Regions from separate parts of the Triticum aestivum genome. Here region 2 is linked to region 1. A link is a contact called in public Hi-C data. All regions are on one chromosome and are shown on one strand. Each heading gives the region's core, a stretch centred on a gene start, on an enhancer-like site or on the middle of the called end of the contact. The rest is flanking DNA. Distances are from core to core; before and after follow the strand shown.

Evidence for each region. A called contact is a pair of places that touch in the nucleus more often than the background predicts.
Region 2: a contact with region 1 is called in a Hi-C map of leaf, with 5 times the contacts expected there. The contact joins the promoter of LOC123105188 here to the promoter of LOC123105187 in region 1. A contact is called at or near these places in 2 of 5 Hi-C or Micro-C datasets (both in leaf).

What each region holds. Positions count from the first base shown.
Region 1 is chr5A:600,340,423-600,343,481 of IWGSC CS RefSeq v2.1, reverse strand. LOC123105187 (NADH-ubiquinone oxidoreductase subunit 8) reads left to right here and starts at 1,622. Exons shown (of 8, transcript XM_044527200.1): 1 at 1,622-1,860; 2 at 2,016-2,097; 3 at 2,579-2,632; 4 at 2,736-2,827; 5 at 2,913-3,026. The coding sequence starts at 1,807.
Region 2 is chr5A:600,480,632-600,483,722 of IWGSC CS RefSeq v2.1, reverse strand. It overlaps LOC123105188 (5'-nucleotidase domain-containing protein 4), which reads left to right and starts at 1,434. Exons shown (of 17, transcript XM_044527202.1): 1 at 1,434-1,843; 2 at 2,416-2,678. The coding sequence starts at 1,699.

The DNA.
Region 1 (3,059 bases), core at 373-2,872:
ATATCGCTGGTCATTCTCTCTCGATCGAATAGGTACAAAGGCTCTCTAGGCTACCTCCAACGGCCCAAACTGGCACCCAACTAGGCCCAACAACCTCCTAGCTTGGCTTTAGCGACCCGAGAAGCTACGCTCGGCGTCGAACACTTGCGAATCGCTGTGTGAAGCAAGAAGCTGGTTAGGGAAGCTGGATTTGTGAAGTTGGAGGAGATCAGAACACGCCCTAACTCCTCATTGCCATCAGCCGCCTTTGCCCTTTTTGATTCTCTCTTTGGTGGAGGACTCATTGCATTTAGTTCAGCCGGAATGATTGCAAGTTGACTGTTTATGGATCCTCCAACAGATTGTTGTTCACTTTGACTTGCTCTCTCCGGACGCTTCCTGTTACCCTCCATCATATCAGTGTCCACAATCACACGGCTAGCAGTGTCAACAGGATCATCATAACCCGGAGCCGTAGACGACGCCCCTCTCGCAGTAGCATTGTTGGTGTGGCCACCTCGGCCTCCTCCCTGCCCACCGCGGCGACCTCGGCCTCCCCCGGGGCCAGTCCCCGTCCTCATGGTCCAGGAAGCCCGCAGGTCTTTGAAGAAGAGCGCATCTGGTGTATGAACTCCATCACTGTGCTCTTTGAAAACATGGCCTAGACGCCCACAAACGGCGCACCAATCAGGAAGTTTCTCATACTTCACCTTTTATATCTGACGATTGCCATCGCGAATCATTGACACCGCATTCTTGAGTGGTTTGAAGACATTGATCTTAACCCAGACTCGGTAGAAGTTGCCGGCGAAGTCTTGAGACTGCGATTCCACGAACAGAACTTCCCCAACTTTCCCTGCCAAGGCTGGAACTAGATGGGCGTACTTGTCCAGGACATCATGAATCTGCACCCAAATATCAAGTGTGTCCAGCGCTACTTTGGAGGGTTGGGTGATTCCATCATAGGGCGTAAGGATCATCGTGTGATCCACGGAAGTTCCACGGGCCGTCCTGCATGACGTGTTCCCAATCCCCTAAGCAAAAGAACTGTATTGTGTAGAGATTATCCTCTAAGGGATGAAACTTGCAGTTCTGAGCGAGATCCCATGCCGCTCGCATGTTCTTGAAGAGCCAAAATTGGCTATATTCCTTGTTTATGTGCACCCGCGTCACGGCGCTCCACCGAGCCGCCTTCGGCGGTGCAGCTTCCTCATCATAGACGACGTCGTCCAAGTCCTCATCGCGAAGGCCCAGCTTTGCCATCATCTTCTCCAACTCGACAGAGGGGCCTGCGACGCGTCTTGCAGCCGCTGACGCGCCTTCCTCTGCCATCCTCTTGAAACCCTAACCTGAAGGAGATCCGATCGAGCATTGTAAACGAACCCTAGCTCCCTGCCCGTAACCAGTCAGGTCCAACCAAGGCCGGGTGATGGTCCAGAACCACCCCGTAATCAGCCCGAATCAGCCCCGATGGCACTGCCAAGGGAGGGAAGGTGAACGAATTCGATGGCGACGAAGAGATCGCCCCAGGGAGAAGAAACCCTAACTCGCGAGCGAGAAGGAAAAAAAACAGGCAATCGATCTCGAACGTTTTGGATGGGCACGGGGCACTTCTATACCTCTAGTGCCTTGAACACACGGAAGGCCCCCCTGTCTTCTGGGCGGTGCTGCACTTCCCAGCCCAGCCCAGCCTAGCCCACCTGTAAGTTCCTGTTTCTCCACACACCCGGACATCCCCCAGCCACTAACTAGAGACCACAGTGCACAGTCCACCTCAACCCCCTTTCGATCCGAATCCACCGTCTCCTCGTCGCCGACGACGCCACCATGGCGGCGCTCCTAGCCCGGCAGGCAGCGATGGCCCTCCGCGCTAGGCAGACGGTGAGCAGCCCTTCTACCCCTCCCCCGCCTCCCCTGCCCGCCGTCGCCCTCCTAGATCTCCGCCGTCCGCCCTCCGGCTTTCAGATCGAGGCACGCCGCCCCGCACTCCTGTTTGCTGTGACTTGCGCCTGATTCGTGGTTTGCCGGTGTTTCAGGCGCGTCTCGGCCCGTCCGCGACGGCGATGCAGGGCCACCTCCGGACCTACATGGACGCGGGGGCGCCCAAGAGGTTCAAAGGTATCCACCCTCTCCCCTCTTCCTGAGCTTTTGGTATTATGATTATTTCGGAAATGTGGTTCGGGCTATGTTGGTTCTACCTTACCATTTCCATGCATTTCGTGTGTTCAAAGTGATTGATTTTCTATATCTTGTGGTGCATACGGTAGCGTGTGAGCGAGGAATTAGGGTTGTACCTGAAACTCTTTGGAACAGATCTTCGGTTATAGAGTATTAGTTAGTTGCACACTGATGCCTGACACCCAGTATGAAATGGTCAAAAATTGTGCCATGCTGCCTCCCGTTGGTTTTAGGAGAACCTGTTCTTTACAACTTAAAGCCATTTGCTGATGATGATGGACTATAGTATCGAATTCTAATTGGCCTTATTCTTTCGAACACTAATTCCATGCTATGATTTTGTGTGTGCATAGTTGCATCTTGAATTTAAATTTGTGCGATGCTACTGTTCTCTGAAAGCGCTGCCCTCTTTAATGATCAGAGGACGAGGAGAAAGAACAGCTTGCGAAAGAGCTCGCCAAAGATTGGAGTGCTGGTGAGTATATGTTTTTTATATGGGCATACAATTGTATGTTGGCTATTTTCCTTGTTGCTGTTAGGATACTGCTTCACCTCTCATTTTAATGCTCTTTCTTCAGTGTTTGAAAGGAGTATCAATACATTGTTTTTGACTGAAATGGTCCGTGGTTTGATGCTGACGCTCAAGTACTTCTTCGAGAGGAAAGTTACAGTTAAGTGGCGAATTTCACACATGCTATTAGTCTTATTGTCGTGCTTGCTTCTGTTGACTGTTCTTTTATCTTGACTCCTTGTAGATTAACTATCCATTTGAGAAGGGCCCTTTGAGCCCCCGTTTCCGAGGGGAGCATGCTCTCAGACGTTATGATACTGGGGAAGAGCGTTGCATTGCCTGTAAACTCTGTGAAGCTGTAAGTTGTGTTCTCTTAAATCTCGCAATAGTA
Region 2 (3,091 bases), core at 185-2,684, 140 kb before region 1:
GTTTTATCGGTCATTTTGACTTGACAAGTAATGTCCTATTGGTATACAAATGCCACAAAGTCTTCCATTAAGGGTATGCCATCCATATTAATTTTGGAAGCTCACTTCTATGTCAATAAAGCTACTCGTAAGCACATGTGTATCTCTAATGCTGTTGATTTCATTAGTACTATCTCTACTCTTATAACTTCTAGTCGGTGGAGGCAGTCGTGTATCACCTTCTCTTTTTACACCAGTAGTAAAATCTGTTGCAAAGTGGGTGAGATGATGAGTTATCAGGTGTCATCGCTATCGAGTAGCGAGTGGTTTTAGACAACCAAATTTGAGATCACTAGTTGATATGATTCGACATGACATGAATGGTAGAAGAATTTGTTCATTGTAGCAACACACAAGTGTTGAGCCGATGTGATGTACACGTATAAATTCAGATATTACATTTGAGAAATGTTAATATCTAGGTTACCCTAATATCTAACGTCAGATTTTTAAGATTTTCTCACGAACGTCCAAAACTGCCATACCAAAACAGAAAATTGCCATGTTGTTTGTAAGAGATTTGTCGTCATGCTCCAAAGCGAAATTTGCCATGTAGTACAAAAAAGGCAGAAAAATAGCCACATTGTGCAGGGTGATTGCCATGCGTTCTATCGGGATCTGACGGTTCCGAAGGCATCCGCTAGGATTTCTTAAAAATCAGAAGTTCGCCGGTTATCAAACTCCTTACGTTTTAGTAGATCTTGTTTCACGCCCATACGAGCTTTGTTTAAAAACATCGATTACAACGTAGACGCGCGTGCGCGCACACACACATTCAAATAACACCTACTACCAAAAACAAAATAAAAAATGTGGGGCTTTAAGATTTACGAAAGTCACCACAACCGTCTCACACTGAAAGAATAATAATCTACTATCTCCGTCCTGATTTATTAGTCCCTTTGTATTTAGCGTCATATTTTAACCATAGTTTAAACTAATAATATATAATTTATATGTAGCAAAATAATATCATCGAAAACCATGTTCAAATATGAATCTATTTAATTTTTCACGGCATGCAATGCATTGACATTTTGATAGTTAAATCTATGGTTAAACTTTGACACAAAATACGAAGAAAATCAATAAACCAGGACGGAGGTAGTACACTTCTAGTAGTACATTATTAAAAAACCTAAAGAATTTTGTTTTGCAGTTGCAAAAGAAAAATCCAAGGTATCCACGTGTCACCCTAATAACACGATAAGCACGATGAAATCAAGCTCGTGCGCGCAAGAGCGGCGAGCGTGCGTGTGGCCGGAGGAAAATCCCGGAGGGGGAGCCGAACCACCCGTTCTGTTATTCCCTCACCCACGAACCGACCCGACCTCATTATTGCCCCGCGGCCCCGCCTCCAGCCCCCACCTCCCCTCGCCCCCGGAACTCCCTCCCCCCTCCGCCCTCCCTCCGTCGCCCGCGGTCGCTGCTGGCTTCCGACGCACGCGGCATCCGAATCCGCACCGCACCGCACCCGATCCCCGCGCCACTTGTCCCGCCGCCCAATGCCCGCCCTCCGGTGAGATGGCGCCGCCGCGCGGCGGTGCTCCCACCCCCTCGGATTCCCCCCACTCCATTTATTCTCCCCCTGGCCCGCCAACAACAGCGTCCCGTCATCCTCCTCACCCGCACCACCCCCGCTCGCCTATTTAAGGCGACATGCTCTCCAGGAGGCCGCTCGCCGCCGCCCTACGCCTCGCGCCCCTCTCGCCTCCGCTCCTCCTCTTCTTCGCCTCCTCCTCCTCCTCGTCGTCGTCACCCGCCTCGTGCTCCTCCCCCACCGCTTCGGCCTCGGCCCCCAGAGGTGCGCGCTTCTGACGAGCATTCGTTGATTCCGGGCGTTTTTTTCTGTGTCGGTTTCGCGGTGGCACGCTTAATTTTAGCGATGTCTGTTCCTCTCTAATTTTGGTGCTGCGTAAATATGAGAATGTTGGTTTTGATCCGAGGCCAGTCCTGCTAGTGCTAGGCTGTAGAGGGGCAACCCGGTTTCGGGTCCATGGGCGAATGCTGAAGCATAATCGTGTATGCTTTGCTCTGCTTTTGTGCCCGTCTTAAAGGATTTCGTGGTTCGTATCCGTTTACGATGAGATTTTGGGATTCGTATGTATGGGTTGATCAGGCCTCTTTTCTGAACTGCTGAGTATACTCTGGAATTCGTTTCAGTTTGGCTGAATTATGCGGTTTAAATCCTGTTTCCTGATCGTGTCGTTATGGAAGTCTGAATGTGGCAGAGTTTCAGTTATGCCACGTTTTTTGATCGGTTGATCGCTAGACTTTCACCGACCTTGCTTGAATTCCTGGTTGAAACACCGAGTTCTACCACTGAATTACAGTGTGATATCTCTGATGTACTTTGGTCTATTCACCTTGTATCAGGCTGCAGTGCTCTAAGGATGGATAGCGGCGCTGTGGAACCAGCTTCAACCGGGGCAATCTGGTCAACGCCGTCGGTGGAGCCGAGAAGCATTTCCATCGGGAAGCAGATATTCTGCAACAGGTCTCTCAACATGAGGAACATCACCGCAGTAGGATTTGATATGGACTACACTCTTGCGCAGTACAAACCTGAGACATTCGAGGCCCTTGCTTACCATGGCACCATTGAGAAGCTCGTGAAGGATCTCAACTACCCTGAGGAGGTTGATGTCAATAGTTACTTCTCCCATTTTATGTGATTTTAGATTTGATATAGGGACTTGGGGTCTGTTGTTGTGTCAGGATTTCATGGTTGCCTCAAAGTAACTTGAATAGTTGCATTTAACACAGTACCAACATCATGTCTTTACCTGTTTCGACTTTTGAGCAATATTCCCACCTGTGATAGTCCATGATTTGGACCATGAATTTTGTTCGGTAGTATAAATGCATGAAATTTGTTGCTGCTCTGAACCAAAGAATTTTATGCTAGTTATTGCTATTTATCTTAGGAAGGATCACCAATTTCTGCATTAATGTAGTAGCAAAAGGTTCATACTATCAAGTGAATATCTGTTTATTACAGAAGTGTGGAATTCTTTGTGAAGGACATTTAGTTTTTCTTAGGACTAGCAAT